2 separate regions of the Sus scrofa genome follow, and region 2 is linked to region 1. Evidence: chromatin contacts called from public Hi-C data. All regions are on one chromosome and are shown on one strand. Each heading gives the region's core, a stretch centred on a gene start, on an enhancer-like site or on the middle of the called end of the contact. The rest is flanking DNA. Distances are from core to core; before and after follow the strand shown. Region 1 holds the start of SH2D4B (SH2 domain-containing protein 4B). Region 2 has its middle 120 kb from the start of SH2D4B.

Region 1 (3,174 bases), core at 194-2,693:
CATTTAAAAAAAAAAAAGAAAAGAAAAAGAAAAAAGAAAGAGAGTGGTGGTGCCAGGGGCTATCTGAAGGAGTGGGAGGGAGGCAGATTACTGTGGGCCTTGGGCTTTGAGTAAAATGGGAGCCACTACAGGGTTTTCAGCAGAGGAATTACATGATTTAAGTTTTAAAACAATTTTAGAGGAAGCAGATAATTGATAGAAGGCTCTGGGATCAAGAAATGTCCCCCAGTTCTGCCCTCTTGGTCCCCACTGGCAATGCCGGTACAGTCCTTATCACCTCTCTCCTAGATTTTGGCCAAAGTCTGCTGGCTTGTCCCTCAACCTCCTGTTCTCTGTCTCTGAGAAATGCCTCCAAGCCCTTCTCCAGTTTAGTAACCTCTGGCCACAAGAATGGTTTATCCCTGCCAAAATTCTAGCCTTCCTGACTAGGGAGGTCTGGCCTTTTAAAATTTATTTCTTTTTAGGGCAGCACTTGTGACACATGGAAGTTCTCAGGCTAGGGGGTGAATTGGAGCTGCAGCTGCTGGCCTATGCCAAGGGAGGCCTGGCTTTGTCTGCATGTCCCTCTCTGGGGGCAGGTGTCAGTGTGGACAAGGCGGTGCATGTGGGTCCTGGCTTCACCAGCACTGACTTCCAGAAGCCAATTTTTGGGGGTCACATTTCAGAGCTTCTGAAATACATTTAATTTCTGTCATATGAATTATATATATCTTACCCATTGTAGAAGCAATACAGAATTGTCTAAAGTGGGCTCCCTCCCTCTTCCAAGAAGAAAGCAACAAACCATGTGTTTGTTTTCCACATTATGTTTTCCTTTGTCTATACAAAAATAATCCAACATAGAATTTAAAGAACGGATTACACTGTGCCCAAAATTCTGCATGTCACCTCTTCATTTTTCTGCCATGGACATTTTCCCTGGTCAAGAAGACAGATGGACTCCATATTCTCTGCGACATGCGTTACTGTTCCTCACCGTGTGCCCCTCCCCGGCAGGGACATTCAGGTGGTTTCCAGTCACTTGCGTAATAACATCGCCAGCACATACCTCTGCCCCCAGAAGGAACTGTGTTAGCATGCAAAGTTAAACATAGCACATAGGCTAATGTGAAAAATGAAAGCAAAATAAAACCAGTTGGATGGTGGCAGAAAACCATGTCCGAAAACACCGCCAGCTTACTCGCCTCATCTGCAGTAGCCAAGCGCTGCCTTAACCGGAACCTCTGCGGGCTCCTTTTCTCTGCGTGCCCCTGCCCCGGGGTCAGGGCCCTGGAGGGCCGTCGTGTCCCCGCCGCATGGCCTCGGGGGAGGGAACGGGTCCTCCTGCACCCGATCTCCGCGAGTCCAGGCTCGCGTGGCTACTGCGCGGCTCCCTGAGCCCTGATCGCCCACTTGCAGGAGTTCCGCCTACCATTGGCCGCCAGGGGGCGCCCCATGCCAGGCTGAGTGACCTCCTCTGTCCCAGGAGAGAGAAGGCCCCGCAGACGCCAGGCCAGAGGTGGCGCCGGGCGGGGCGGGGCAGCTCCCAGAAGCGCCAGCCCGAGCGCTTCTTCCCGGAAATTGGATTCCGCCCGCGCGCCGGCTACGCTCGGCGTTCAGCCTCTCTGCCCCCCTGACCTGGGATTGCCCAGGAGCTCTCCGCCCGCCGCGGCACAAACCCGGGCGTTAGTGGAGTCGTTCCCATCCGGCCGCCACCCGCCCTCTCTGGATGACACCATCACTGCTCAACCAGAGGACTCGTCTTCACTGCCTATCCCCGCGGCTCCGTATTGTGCTCTCTCCGCCCTCTTTTTGTTGCATCTGTGGAACTCAAAGGGAGAAGCTGCCAGCGGGAGGCTAGAACCCTTCGTGCCTTCCCCTCCTTGTCTCCTCTCTGGACGCTGAGCTCCCACCTAGTATCAGGGCCAGAAAGATAGCCCTTCCCGGAGGGAGGGCAGGAGGAGGTTCCCACAGTCCGGGTCAAGGAAACTGAGGGAACCAGGATGCTGAGTGGCGGGAGTTGCTGAAAGGTCTGGGGTGGGGAGGAGAGAGAAGAGGGCAGGTGGGGGTCTCTGCGTGGAGGCTCTAAGGTCTGGGTCACATGGGGACAAGCCAGTCAGACCTGGGGGAGGGACAGCCTGGTCCTCCGCACTGCTTTTTGACCCCATGGGCTTAAAGGTCACTGGACCCGCTTAATCCTTACTGTCTTGCGTCAACCTTGAAGAGGGAGAAGGGGGCCATTCACACCTTGGTTCCATCACTCCTGGGTGCTTGATCCACCTTTAGTCCTTGTGGGGAGGGAAGGGGACATGAAGGTCACCAGCCCAGCCAGGCCACAGTTTGTTTCTTTTCTCCTGGTATGGCTACAAGCCATCAAAAGAGTCATAATATTTGAAAATTGGATGGAGTTGCAGGGTGGCAGTGGACCGGGTATCCATTAGCAAGTCACTTACCTTCTCTGAACCCCAGTTTCCTTGTCTGAGCAGGAGGGCAGCTGGGAGTAGCTCTGAGCACCTGTTAGAGCAGGCTTTGGGTCTCAGCATGAGTAGCACCTACCCATCCACATGGCCAAAGAGATGTGGGTTCCTTCCGAGCAGAAAGCACCACCCCACTCTGTCCAGGGTGCTTCACGTTCAGGGCATGGAGGGGACAGAGTAGACACACTTGCCTTTGTTGTTTGAGGTGCTCTCCGGATACTTCTGATAACCAAGACTGACCCCAAATGGAGGGTTCATCTGCCAGCGCAGCTTTAGAACCTCATCATAGGGAAGAGGGAGAGGATGCCTGCTTCCTTCGTGTCCTTGAATTTCATGATCAAGCCCCTTTACTGTCCCTACTGATTCCATTTTGTTTTCTTCCTTGGCTATAACACAGAGAGCAGGAAAGCTCTTTTCTCCTCCAAGGCAAGTATAGAAGCATTACTGCAATAGCCCAAGGTCCTGGAAAAGAGGAAGTTTGGCAATGATGGAGCAGGTAGAGTGTGAGGCCAAGCAGCTTGGAAGCTCCTGGCTGTTTGACGTTGGCTCACAAGGGGTGGAATTAATAAGCAAAGCTGCCTCCTCCTCCTCTTACCTGCAGAGGAGAGATCAGTTCCCAGTTGGCCGGGGCAGTGTCATCGATACAGCTGGTGTCATCGTTACCTTCCACTAACAGATCACTTGACACCTGCCGGGCAAGGCTGAACCTGGGCATTGC
Region 2 (2,914 bases), core at 45-2,544, 120 kb after region 1:
TTTAACTTAGGGCCTTTACAGTGCTAATTGTCTCTAAACATACTCACATTCTAAGATAGTGGGGGTTAGAGCTGAAACATATGAATTTTTTTTTTTTTTTTTGCAGGAGAGGACACAATCCAGCCCATAACAAATAGAGAATAGGCTTATAGGCAAACAAGGAGCAAAAGAGAAAAGGAAGAAAAATAATTAAGTGAATAGTACAGTTTGGTGTTTCAGATGTAACCTCTATGGTTCTGTTAAGACTCTGAGAGCCAGTGTTATGTAGTAATTTATCATATTACTGGAACTATGATTTGAGTCTCGTATCTTGTAAACCCATAGGTAGTTAGATTAATGAAAGGGCCCAGAACCCTATCTCAAAAGGGCTCTGTTCTTCTGTACACATTTTACTGATGAAATGGTATCATCCAGTAATATTTGAGAACCTGAGAGCATCTACTGACATCTGTTTTGCATTTGTCACAGGCTGGCATGACGGTATGTCCAGCATGTGGCTTCACTGAGACAGATGTGTAACAATCACTGGTCCCCTTCCCAACCTCACTGATTGCCTGGGACAGGTGCACTATTTGTTCACAAATAGCCCTGCATCTTAATAAATAAGTGAAGATGATCTGGGGTGGGGTGGGGCTGGGCCGTGTGAAGGTGTGGTGGTGATGGTGGTCAGAGGCCTAAGAAGTAGGAAGAGGAAAGCAGTGTAGATAAATACGTGAACAATCCTGCTGATTGGTCCCATGGAAGATCCAGATATGCGTACCTGTGTTCCTGGCACGTGCTTTCTGTTGAAGGCTTCTCTCTGGTCAGGGTCGGGGTGGAGGACGTAGGCTAGGACGGGGCAAGTTGTCAAAGGAAGTGGGGGTGGCAGCACTGTGGACAGAGAGAAGATTTTCCATTTATCCAGCAGGTGGCGCCATCTAGTCGATTATCCGAGGAGAGCTGGCTCTGGCTTGAAAAATGTTTGCTTGAGGTCTTCCCAAACTGCAGGTCCCCAGGAGCTGTCACTGCACTAGGAGGATGCTGGCGTGCTGCCTTCTCTCCTGGGGAGTGAGAAAGAGGGTATTTGTCATCACTTGGAAAATCTGGCCTCTACCTGCAGGTTTGCTGGAGAGAAGGAGAGCTTCTGTGTGGCCCCTAGGCTTGCTGGCAGGGAAGGCCAGTGGGCAAGGCTCCAGGGCCAACCAGAACAATCTGCTTTCCCCCAGCAGCTTGGAGATTTCTCTGGAACAGGGTGAAAGGCTCCCCAGTAACTAATAAAGGGAAATTCTCCATGAAAACCCTGGCTCCTGGCCCAGGAGCTGGCCAATTCCATTTGCTCTGAAGCTGCCCTTGAGATGTGGGAAGTCTTGGGATAAACCAACCAATTTAAAGCATTTCCCTAAACATGCCCATTTGGACTTGAGTTCATATGTCTAAAGGATGAGGGAAGGGCAGAACTTGGTCTTTCCAGTCCTGGTACTCACCCCTTTGTGCTACGGAGTGTCAGCCATAGCACAGCAGTTGCAGGTACAGATGCTAGATTCAAATACAGACACTTCCATGACTTGCTGTATGACCTGGGAAAGTTGCTTAACATTTCTGGCTCAGAGTTCTCTATAGTAACAGTTCTTATCTCATGAGTTTAACATGAGGATTAAGCTTAATAAACGCAGAGCACTTAGGGACAGTGTCTGACGCACAGTTATTATAGCTAAGCAGCTATTACCATCAACTGAGCACAGGACAATTTTCTCAACTAGGTCATGTAACACTAACATGCAAGTTTTCCAATAATGCTGAATTGGATTTAATTGGGTGAAAAAAGAACTGCTGGGAGTAGGGAGTGGGACAGTCCATACTAGTGGCTGGAGGGCCACAGGGTGCCCACCCGCCTCCCCAAGAGGGACCGATCAACCTGCGCTTGGAAAAGCAGGAACCAGAGACCACAGCTGGCCAGGTGTCAGGCTACATATGGGCAGGGCAGGGAAAGAGGTTCAGCTGGGCACTTGGGAGGCCACTGAGAGCTCCAGTCTCCTTTGTCACCCTGACACCTGGCCAAAGTGGGGCTGACAGAATAAACGGTAGCAACCGCTCTCTGGGCTCCAGCAGTCTGATGAGTGGGTGCCTCTGGAGGCCTTGCACCAGGCCAGGGGTTACCTCTTAATTGTTGGATCCTGAGAGGGGAGGGAGGAGTATCTCTCAGGAAGGGGTCCGGGGAGTGACTTTTTCTCTGCTTGGAAGTATTTAATAAATAAACAGACCAGCATGTCTGTACTTGTGTCATGCAGCTGGGCCCCAGCCCCGGTCTTCCTCTTCTCCATCCCTGTAGTCACCTGACTCTCACTGTCCTGCTGAGGGTATAGAGGGGCTGTGAAGGGCTTGGAAGGAAGGTACTGCCTGACTTCTGCCATATTATCTTATTCCCACAGGATTGGAGATACACTACAATGCCATGGAACAGGATGGGGCCTGGTGGTGAAACCTCATGGTGAAGAGGTAGAGGCTCTGTTGTCAGCCTTCCTGAGCTTGAGTTAACGATTCTACCGGTTCCAAGCTGTGTGACTTTGGGAAAGTTACTTGCCCTCTGTGTGTCTCAACTACCTTCTTTCTAAAATGAGAACAATAATAGTGCCTCTCTCACAAGATGCTGTGAGGATGAATTGAGCAATGCATGCAATACCTTTGGAATAGTTATAAGTATAAATAGCTATATTTATACTTAGAACTACTCAGTGAGCATTAACTTCTATAATTAAGTACACATTAAATTTGAATCATATCTCAAACTCATAGTTTCTGGCCTTAAGAACACATATGCATTTGGGAGGGAAATGTAAACTCCATGTCAGTTCTCTGCCCCTGTGGGGTAGAGGGTGAACCTGGGGTCAGATGAGTGATTGATTATGAGAATGATTAGTGGCAGAAGATATAGTAA

What was found. Hi-C and Micro-C count contacts between places; a contact is called where the count stands out from the background.
Region 2: a contact with region 1 is called in a Hi-C map of fetal skeletal muscle, with 2.6 times the contacts expected there. The contact joins the enhancer-like site here to the promoter of SH2D4B in region 1. A contact is called at or near these places in 7 of 47 Hi-C or Micro-C datasets (alveolar macrophages, blood, embryonic fibroblasts and 3 more) and 1 of 2 datasets of contacts at active chromatin or transcription factors (skeletal muscle).

Annotation. Positions count from the first base shown.
Region 1 is chr14:82,376,611-82,379,784 of Sscrofa11.1, forward strand. It overlaps SH2D4B (SH2 domain-containing protein 4B), which reads left to right and starts at 1,444. Exons shown (of 8, transcript XM_005671149.3): 1 at 1,444-3,174.
Region 2 is chr14:82,501,582-82,504,495 of Sscrofa11.1, forward strand. No RefSeq gene overlaps it. Among named protein-coding and RNA genes, the nearest start is that of SH2D4B, 120 kb to the left of the region's middle. Within about 2 kb of position 1,295, at least 12 of the 83 cell types and tissues checked have an H3K27ac peak or open chromatin away from gene starts, as enhancers often do. A contact at or near this core is called in fetal skeletal muscle, where this site is marked.